Regions from separate parts of the Mus musculus genome. Here region 2 is linked to region 1. The links are chromatin contacts, called in public HiChIP or PLAC-seq maps. All regions are on one chromosome and are shown on one strand. Each heading gives the region's core, a stretch centred on a gene start, on an enhancer-like site or on the middle of the called end of the contact. The rest is flanking DNA. Distances are from core to core; before and after follow the strand shown. Region 1 holds the start of Zmym6 (zinc finger, MYM-type 6). Region 2 overlaps Dlgap3 (DLG associated protein 3).

Region 1 (5,223 bases), core at 1,346-3,845:
TTCTTCTTTAATTGCTTCTATACCTAATTTCTTGAGATAGGGTTTCTCACTGAACCAAGGATCCTCCTGTGTGTACACTCTCAGTGATAGGATATGGGGTATATGCTGCCACACCCAGATTTTATGTGCATTCTGAGAGTCTGAGCACAAGTCTTTATGCTTACATAGTAAGCACTTTACTAACTAAGCCATCTGCCCACTGAAGTCTGCTAGATTTAAACATTTTTTTTTAATTTTAAGTTTATGAATCTTCTGTCTGCAAGTTTATCTGTGTACCATGTGTGTGTCTGTTGCCCTCAGATGTCAGAAGAGGGCACTGTGTCCCCAGAAACGGGAGTTACAGGTGCTTGAAAGCTGCCATGTTGGTCCTGGTAACAGATCCCAGGTCTTCTGCAAGAATAAATGCTCTTAATTGCTGAGCCATCTCTCTAGCTCCTCTACTAGTCTTTGCCAGCTTCTTTCTGTAGGTAGAAAACTGAAGACTCATGGATTTTTTTCATCATAGCATTTCATGTAGTTCAAGCTGCCTTCAGACTTGTTATTTAGCTAAGGATAGCCCTGCTGTCTTCTGAGTGCTGAGATTGCAGGCACTCACCACCTCAGTTCAGAGGTTTAAAAATTTGAACCGGTTTTAAAGCAAATGTTTTATTTTAGAAAAACTCAATCAGTCAGGCCGTGATGATACATGTCTTTATTCCCAGCACTTGAGAGGTAAAGGCAGGTGAATGCCAACTGACTACAGAGTGAGTTCTAGGACAGCAGGGCTACACAGTATAACCATGTCTCAAAAAACCAAACCAAAACCCGGGTGTGGTGGCGCATGCCTTTAATCCCAGCACTCGGGAGGCAGAGGCAGAGGCAGGTGGATTTCTGAGTTCGAGGCCAGCCTGGTCTACAAAGTGAGTTCCAGGACAGCCAGGGCTATACAGAGAAACCCTGTCTCGAAAAACCAAAAAAAAAAAAAAAAAAAAAAAAAAAAAAAAACCAAACCTCATCAATCATACAGAGAAGATATTTTTAAAACATGAATTTAGTAACATTATACACACACACACACACACACACACACACACACATATATATATATATACTTGGTTTTTCAAGGCAGGGTTTCTCTGTGTAGCCCTGGCTGACCTGGAACTCATTCTGTAGACCAGGCTGGCCTCGAACTCAGAAATTTGCCTGCCTCTGCCTCCCAAGTGCTGGGATTAAAGGCTTGCACCACCATGCCCGGCAATAACGCTTTGATATTTAGTCCATTTTCTTCAGGGATATGGGACATGAGATGACACCCATGCTGCAGAAGATAAGCCCATGCACATGCAGACATCACTAAGTGGACCAAGTGGGTTTGAAAAGGCAGAGTGAATGGCAGGGGACAGGGGAAGGGATTTGATCAAAGCACATATGCATGCATAAAATTATCAAATAATAGAAAACAAAAACATACATTTTAAATAGAAACTATGTGTACTGTCTCTAATATTTGATTATAATTTATAATACCATGTATGGGTAGATTTCCTCTGGTGTTTTCACACAATTTTGTTTTGGTTGACCCTTCTCCTCAAATCAGAATCCTCCTGTTCCCATGCCCTTTAGTATCTTTCGTGCTCAGCCTTCTCTCATTTTAGATCTTTGCCCCTTAAGTGCTGGAGTCCAGCTCCAGTGGGGTTCAGGTTCACATGTGATGATTAATCTTATTAAATTGATGGGATTTAGAATCAACTTGGGGACAGGTATCTGAGTTTGTCTGTGAGGGATTTTCTTGGTTTATTGAGCTATGAGACTTTGTCCTGACTATAGGCCAAAAAAGAGAAAGATGGTTGAGCGCTAGTCATCTTTCTCCTATGTTCCTCAACTGTGATGCACATTAAAAAATGGAGAAGGGCATATACAGCTCCATCTAACACTTCTGAGCTTTGACATTCCTCCATTTCTCCTTCCAGCTTTTTCTTTTCTTTTTTTAAAGATTTTATTTATTTTATGTATATGAGTACACTGTAGCTGTCTTTAGACACACCAGATGAGGGTATTGGATTCCATTACAGATGGTTGTGAGCCACCATGTGGTTGCTGGGAATTGAACTCAGGACCTCTGGAAGAGCAGTCAGTGCTCTTAACCACTGGGCCAACTCTACAGCCCTCCAGTTTTTTTTTTCCACAGCCCTGTCTCTTTAAGAAGTCAATCATATCGGAAGTGAGAATGCTGGGACGGCTAGGTCTAGGGCATGATGGGAATAGAGGGCGGGAATGAAGGCCGGGAACGTCCAATTACCTCAGGTCTAGCGCATAAATAGGAGTGCGCACGCGCAGTTGTCAAGGCGTTGCGTTGCCATTCCTCAGGCGATTCCAGTAAAGTAATTTGTCATGGTCCCCACCTGAGACCTTGAATGCTTTTGTGCATTCTCCGACTGGCGTCTCATTGGAGGCGGGTGTCCTACCGGGCTAGAGAAAGCCGCTCAGGCCTGTGGGCTTGTGAGGGGGCAACGTACCACGTGCCCAAACGGGGCGTGGCCCTCCACGTGACTAGGCGCCGCAGGAAGTTCTGGGTAACCTCACGTGACAGGACCGTCCCCTTCTGGCGGGGGCGGAGTGGCAGCTCATCACGTGACCGGCGGCGGGCTGCGCCGCGGTGGTGCCGTAGCATCCTCAGGCTCGCTGCAGTTGGCGGCTCGCGCGCTCCGTTGGAGACTGAGTTCCTCCTCTGGCCTTTGGGGGACAGGCTGGGGAATTCTGGTTGCGAACGGGAACGCCGGAGAGCTTGCGACATTCAGAGGAGGGATACGCGCCTGTAGAGTGTTACAACTGTGGCAAGTGGTGGAAAGTTCTCGACCCGGCTTCGCAACAGGGTTTTAAAAAACCTGTTGTTTCTATGGCTGGCTGGAATTGATGACAGGCCTTTTGCGAGGGTTTCCTTTATAGCTTGGCTTACATTTGTACTACCGTTTGGGAATCTGAAGAGAGCCCAGACAGGGGTTTCTAGCAGCCATTCTCAACCCTCACAGGGTCGCATATCAAATATTTACATTACAATTCGCAATTAGCAAAATTACAGTTATGACGGAGCCACGAAATAATTTTATAGTTGGGGGTCGCCACATTAACCGAGTTTATGAATGTTGAGAATCACTGGTTTATAGGAAGACGTTAGGGGGAGTTGCCTCCAGAATGACCAGTTGGCCCACCTCTAAATGGGAACCTAGCGTTCTAGTTGTGATGACGTCTGAGGCTCTGAAGTGGCTTTAGGATGAGAAATCGGTTCTTATTGTTAGTGCAGGCTGAGGTAGAGGCAAAGGTGAGGCCTCACTTGGAGCAGACATGAGTCACATGTCAGTGTCCACACAATCAGAAATTAAGTACTGAGTCCAGCTGTCCACTTGCTAGGGTCCTCCTGTGGCGTGTTCAGCCAGTCTGTATCGCAACAACCTCCAATATAGTGAAGACCATAGTGCTTGTCTAAGACTTTTCTCATTGGAAGGTAGCTAATCCAGGAGCAAAAAGAACAGTTAGTCCTAGTCCCAGAAGGGTGTTGCTCAAATGCTCGATCCTGAAGCTATTAACATGTTAGTATGAAGGAAAACAAAACCCAAGTACCAATCCTTTATATTATGTTTTAGGCGTCATCTTAGTTTTAGATGGGATAAGAACTCGGCATAAGCACTTAGAATGAAAGAACCTTTGGATGGTGGATGTGACAAAGCAATGGCACAACAAGGGCTTCTGGACAGAATTAAAGAAGAACCTGATGATGCTCATGTAAGCATTTTCTTTTGACTTTCAAAATACTAAAAATTATTAGCGTTAGAATTGGTATTATTCCGGAGAATTGGAAATGAATGGTACTCAATGGTTGCTGGTTTATACGTTGATACAACCCAACTGATTAATTTTTTTCATGCGTTAGGTGAGTCCTATGGAGGCTGGGGGATATACGATTAAGTAGTAGAGTATATTCCCAGTGCTGTGAGTGCGCAATTGTCAGTGCTAGTCCAAAATGAATGGAGCCTCCAAACTTTATTCATTGGAAACTTACTCCTGCTTCAGCGTGATTGCTGGAGGGTGACCCTGAGAGGTAAAGATCCAAGTACAGGCTCTGTCATTACCAGGAGTGGCTTGGTTTTAAAAGCCAGTTGGGCATTTTGCTTGCTGTCTTGTTCTTTCTTGGGCACTCTCCTACCCTTTGCTACATTGTAATGTGACTAGAAGACTTGACTAAATGCAGCCCCCTTGTCTTGGAATTCACAACCTCCAGAGCTATGAGAAAATTTCCTTTCCTTCTAAATGACCCTGCTGCGTGGTTTTCTCTTAAAGCAAGATGAAAAGGGCTTAGACAGTGCGTTAATCAGGTTTTTAGTGCTTTAGATGAGAAAAGGTCATGGTAAGTGTGATATTTGTTTTTGTTAAAGAAACAAATATAGTGGCTGGAGAGATGGCTCAGTGGTTAAGAGCACTGGCTTCTCTTCCAGAGGTCCTGAGTTCAATCCTCTACAGTAAATCGACATGGTGGATGACAACCATCTTTAATGGGATCTGAAGCCCTCTTCTGGTGTGTCTGAAGTGAGCAGCACTGTACTCAAGTACATAAATAAGTCTTTAAAAAATATAGAAATGGTAATGATGATTAGGGACACTAATAGATGGTGTAATGTGTAATATGTATCGTATAGTAGAATGTGGCATTAATGTGATTATTAATATCATTGCATGCCTGAGAGTGTGCCATTATCTCGCTCACATCTCTGATACTATTATTTTACACATGAGGATGCCAGAACTCAAAAAAGCTAAGCATGTGTATGGATCAGTTAGTAAACATTAGATAGGGTTCAAACGTAGATAGTAAGATTTCAGAAAACATGCCCTTCCATATGTAGCTTGAGTCAAGAAGATTCAGCAGATCAGAAACTTACGAATTTTGATTTTGATTTTAAGAGCAATGGACATTATAGGGTTAGTGTGTTTTGAGACAGTCTCATGTAACCCAGGCTGTCCTTAGATTTACTGAGTAGCTCAGGGTGACCTTAAACTTCTGATCCTCTTGCCTTTGCTTCTCAAGTGCTGAAATTACTGGTGTGGGCCTCCATGCCAAGTTTTCATTGCAGGGACAGTAATATGAAACAGAACAATCTGGAAAGATCATTCTGGCTATTCCCTAAAGATAGATTAGAAACAAAAATAATCTGTGGAGTAGAGAGTCATTTATTTTGGCAATAATTTTTT
Region 2 (4,943 bases), core at 1,560-4,059, 150 kb after region 1:
CACAGAAAACAGAATTAGCTTTTCCTACTGCCCCTGTTTTCCCAGCCCCAGCCTCCTGGACTACAAAAAAAAAAAAAAAAAAAAAAAACGTACAGCGTATGCAGAAAAGCCTTCCTCAGACCCACGGGACCAAAGAAAAGGTGATCTTGTTGTTGTTTTAGATGTTTAGAAATATGGTGTCATGAAGCAAAGGCAGGTGGATCTCTTCTAATTTAAGACTGGTATAGCATTTTACCTTGCCTGTATTAGCCACCCCACCCCACCCCCCGTTACACTCGTTTGTCCTTCATCCTGGTCCCTTTTCTTTTTCTAAACTGTCTCCATTCTGATTTTGTGTCATATGTATCCATGTGTGTATGTATATATTTAAATCATGTTCCATATATGAGAGAATGTGGGATTTCACCTTTTTCTTTTTCTCTGGTTCATTGAGACAGGGTTTTTCTGTGTAGCCCTAGCTGTCCTGGAACTCACTTTGTAGAATAGGCTGGCCTCGAACTCACAGAGTTCTGCCTACATCTACCTGTACTTGGGACTAAAGGTGTGTGCCACCATAGCTGCCCAGCTTGGGATATTTGCCTTTTATTTCTACTATTCTTTCTTATTTCCTTGTTTTTCTTTCTTTAAATCCCTCCCCTGCCTCTCCCCTACATAGTTTCCCTTCTACCCCCTTGTCTCCATCTCTCTGTCTCTGTCTCTCTCTGCTTCTGTCTCTCTGTGTCTGTCTGTCTGTCTGTCTGTCTGTCTCCCTCTCTCTGTGTCACACACACACACACACACACACACACACACACACACACACCCCTAGATTCTGCATCTGAAAAAAACAGAGCTATTTTGTGAGTCTGACTTATTTTGCGAGTCTGATTTATTTGGCTTAACATGATGATGTCCCTCTCCTGTAAATGTCACAATTTCACTCTTCTTCATGACTGTCCAGAGAGGTTCTTAACTGACCCTGTGATGTCTAAGTCTGTCTTGCTGCATCCTGGCTTGAAGTCTTGGCTGCTCTCTCAGAGACGAGCTACTTCTCCAGAGACTGGTGCGCTGACATGTCCCCATTCCCCCTCCCCTGCCCACTCCTCTCCCACCCCCGACTTCCTGCTGCCAAACACTCCTGGCAAAACCCTTGCCAGTTTGTGGGTACTGAATGTTCCCTGAATACTATGTCTCTTGGGGTAATCCAATTTCTGTCCAGAGAGCCACAGAAGGGACAACTCCCTGAAGTAGCCATGATAACGATTTCCAGGCTTCAGTTCCACATGAGTGGAAAATGACAGCAGAAGCCAGTTCCTACCTGGTGCTTACAGCTGCTGAAGACCACAGCCATGACTATCAAAGTCCAAACCCAAATGGGGATGTAAGTTCTGCATTTCAAGACCTTGAAAATTCATACTATTTCTAGGATTAGGTTTGGGCATGAATTATAGAAAATCCATGAAAGACAGCGACTTCCATAAGGCAGAAGTTGCTTGCTTGCTTACTTGCTTAGGTATCCACAGGGTCAGAGCCCAGGCTGTTTCTGGCATATTCCTTTCTCCACATGGTAGCTCATGTTCTAAAATAGTCCCTTGAGGTCTAGTCATTGAGTCTACATTATAGTCATTAAGGAGAAGGAAGGCAACAACAACAAAAAGGTTATAATAACCTCCCCCTCCCCGCACACTGTGTGTGTGTGTGTGTGTGTGTGTGTGTGTGTGTGTGTGTGTAGGTTAGAGGATGGCTTGTGAGTTGGTTCTCTCCTTCCACTGCATGAGGCTCAGAGACGGAACTCCTACGGTTGGGCATGGTGCAGGTTCCTTTACCCACCGAGCCATCCTGCTGCCCTTTACCCTACTTTTAACCACACTTTCCTTATTATGGCCTTGTGCACGTTAGGCAAAGTTCTCTCCCACTGAACTACATGCCCAGCCCAACACTTTGTTTCGAAGAACACTTTCTAGAAGTTGGACATAATAGTTCTGCTCACATCCCATGGGCTAGAACTTTGCCGCACCATGTAAGTGATGAGGGAGCTTGGGAAATGAATTGTTATCCCAAGAGGCCACCTGTCCAGCTTAAAATCATGGGATCCTGTTACTGAGGAAGAGAGGGAGAATAGACGTTGGGGATAATTAGTACTCCCCACACCCTAGCAGCCAACCAACCCATCAGCCGCCCAGCCAACATTGATGTTTGAGGAACTGCTCTATTTAGTGAGAGAGACGGATATGCAAATAACGGACTCGGGTGCCATGTGACAGGGAGGATAAAGGAGGTTTTGTTCCGAGGGCTGCGGGAGAACAGATGGAAATGATCAACAGCAATCAGAATAATTAATGACTACAATGCCCGAGCTGGGGCCCACAGCACTACGCTGGGCTATTGTGTTCCGCAGGCTCCTTTTCTCCGCAGCAGCGAGAGCCACAAACTTCCCTGCATCTCCACAATGGCTCGCACAATGGCGGGCCAGGTGCTGGCCCTTCTTCCCATCCATTATCTCGCAGCACCCTAGAGCTGCTACTGCTGTCAATCTCACTTAAACGATGACAGGCTCCAGCCGTCCAGCTGGCTTTGGAGCCGGGCAGTCTGGCTCTAGAGCACCCAGATTTAACCCCTCCAGCTGACACCCCCAGCCCCAAAAGCTCACTCTCCTCCCTCTTCTGACCCCCCCCCCAAAATCCCCAGCAGGTAGCTTCCTCACACACTTCATTGTGATGACCGCAGCCATCTTCCAGGACTTGTGTCCACGTCCACACTAGCGCCTACCTTGCTTGTACCTCTTCTCTCTTCTTAGCCATCAGCCCTGCCTCCATGGTCAGGCAACTGATTGCTGCTCTCTTCCTAAGTATAGGGTAGCCTGGGGTGGGGTGCAGTGACCTGAGGTGGCCTCTGCATGGATTGGGTCACTGTCCCATCTCAGGAAATCACTTTGCCTGTTAAGGGTAGCTTTTCTCATCTGTGAGTAGGGATGGTGCTGACACCCTGATGCTTGGCCTGATTGTAAATTCGCTCCCACTGAACTACTGATTAATTTAGCACATACTAAGTGCTCAGAAAATGTTAATTGTTATCCTCCCCAACTTGGACTGTTTCTCTTCTCTGAGTCATTCGATTTATCTTTACCCATTGTGTTTGTTCCCCATCCCTGCCATGATAGGTGATGATAAAATTATATATATAATGCAATGTAATATATAATATAATTTATATTATATCTACAATGCCTATAATATCTATCTGTGCCTATATCTAGATATCCTACATTTCTGGGGCTCAGAAGTTGTTCCTAGATTTACCTGGGCTAACATCAAAGTGTTAGCAATACAATGTCCCTTCTAGAGGATCAAGAAAGAAGCCATTTTGATGCTTTTTACTGTTTATTCTCCTCTTTATTTTTGTGATGTTGGAGACTGAACCCCGAGCTTCACACGTGTGCATGTGAGGCAAGAAGTCTTCCCCTGAGCCATATACCAGACCTCCATTTATCTCCTTCCTGCGGTTTTCTTTCTCCATCTCCTTCCTGCCCTTCCTCTCTTATTTAAAATGACCCATGTGATTAATCTGCACCCATCTGGCACATCTCTCTCCTCTCGTTGCTGTTATAAAGTATCTATTAAAGCAACTTAAGGAAGGAAGCGTTCTCTGTGATTAGGGGACATGGTCCTTTAAGGCAGGGAAGGCAGACAGCAGGGGCCTGAGGCGACTGGCCACACTGCATCCACAGTCAGGAAGCCAAGAGACGAATGCCCAAAATAACAAGATGCCTAACCGGCTTTCAGTTTGCTTAGGATGGCACTGTCCTTCCTCAGTGAGACACCTCCAGAAGTGGCCTCACTGGCGTGCCCAGGGGTATTCGTCCTGAGTGAGTCTGAAACCCAGACAGTTGACTCTTATCATCAAATCCGGATAATCTAAGATACTCATCTCATCTCAGGAGCCTGAACCTGGGCAAGTCCACAAAACCCCCTTTGCCATGGAAGGTAGTCTACCTGCCAGGGACTAAGAAAGGGACCTCTTGGGGCTAGAGAGGTGGCTCAGTGGTTAAGAGCACTGACTGTTCTTCCAGGTTCAATTCCCAGCACCCATGTGGAAGCTCAAAATTGTCTGTAACTCCAGGGGCTCCAATATCCCCACACAGACCTACATGCAGGCAAAACACTGATGCACAAACCCCTTCCCTCCAGGATGTCTACAGAGAGCCCCACAAAGCAAGCTCTCCTCCTTCGATGGACATCCCTCTTACTGCTGCCAGCTTCTCAGAGACAATCTTCGATGAGCTTGTTTTATAATTAGTTTCCCCTACCTCCTGGCAGCCGATGCAGCCCACACTGGCTCCCACATCCCACTGAACCTGCTCTGGCTGTGGCCAGCAGAGCCTTGGCTAACCTTTGTTTCCAATCAGCTGCTTACCCTTGCTGGAAGCTTCTGGAGGCCTTCCTCCCCTCTGTCTGCCTTTACATACTCCTCCTGGCTTAGTGGGGTTTTTGTTGTTTTGTTTTTTTCTGAAATTACATTTATCTATATGTATGTATACACACACATATGCACGTGCATGTGAACCTATGCACCATGGAATGCCAGAGGAGGACTTGAAGGAGTTGATTCTCTTCTTACACTCTGCGGGACCTGGGGGTTTGAACTCAGGTTCTATGGCTTGGCAGCAAACACTTTCACCTACTGAGCCATCTCAGTTTCTCCTGACTCTGCCCCCTCCCTATCCTCTCTGGGTCATTCTTGCTATGTATTGTACTGTGTTCACCTACCTGTGAAGTGTCCAGGTGTCCTTGGGGTTTTAGATGCAATGTTCTCTTATTATGATCTGGTCCCACACTAATGCCTAGTTCTCAAGGATGGCTGGCTCCTGCCTGTCCTGTGCACTTTTAGCTGGGGATGATATCTGAGGGCCATGCTTCACCGAGCACAGTAGCTTCTCAGCTCCCTCAGCCTACCTTGGGATATAT

What was found. HiChIP or PLAC-seq counts read pairs in DNA pulled down with a chosen protein or histone mark.
Region 2: an H3K4me3 HiChIP or PLAC-seq map of embryonic basal ganglia shows a contact between it and region 1, with 2.9 times the contacts expected there. The contact joins the enhancer-like site here to the promoter of Zmym6 in region 1. A contact is called at or near these places in 14 of 484 Hi-C or Micro-C datasets (CD8 T cells, the P5424 cell line, cerebellar granule neurons and 8 more), 15 of 115 datasets of contacts at active chromatin or transcription factors (astrocytes, embryonic basal ganglia, embryonic forebrain and 7 more) and 3 of 9 other capture datasets (adipose tissue, liver and pancreatic islet).

The regions. Positions count from the first base shown.
Region 1 is chr4:127,074,788-127,080,010 of GRCm38.p6, forward strand. Zmym6 (zinc finger, MYM-type 6) reads left to right here and starts at 2,596. Exons shown (of 14, transcript NM_001285885.1): 1 at 2,596-3,759. The coding sequence starts at 3,670.
Region 2 is chr4:127,225,177-127,230,119 of GRCm38.p6, forward strand. All of the region lies in intron 8 of Dlgap3 (DLG associated protein 3), which reads left to right. Gm52707 (a long non-coding RNA gene) reads right to left here. Exons shown (of 3, transcript XR_003955281.1): 3 at 1-4,943. Among named protein-coding and RNA genes, the nearest start is that of Gm52707, 5.9 kb to the right of the region's middle. Within about 2 kb of position 2,810, at least 44 of the 459 cell types and tissues checked have an H3K27ac peak or open chromatin away from gene starts, as enhancers often do. A contact at or near this core is called in embryonic basal ganglia and embryonic forebrain, where this site is marked.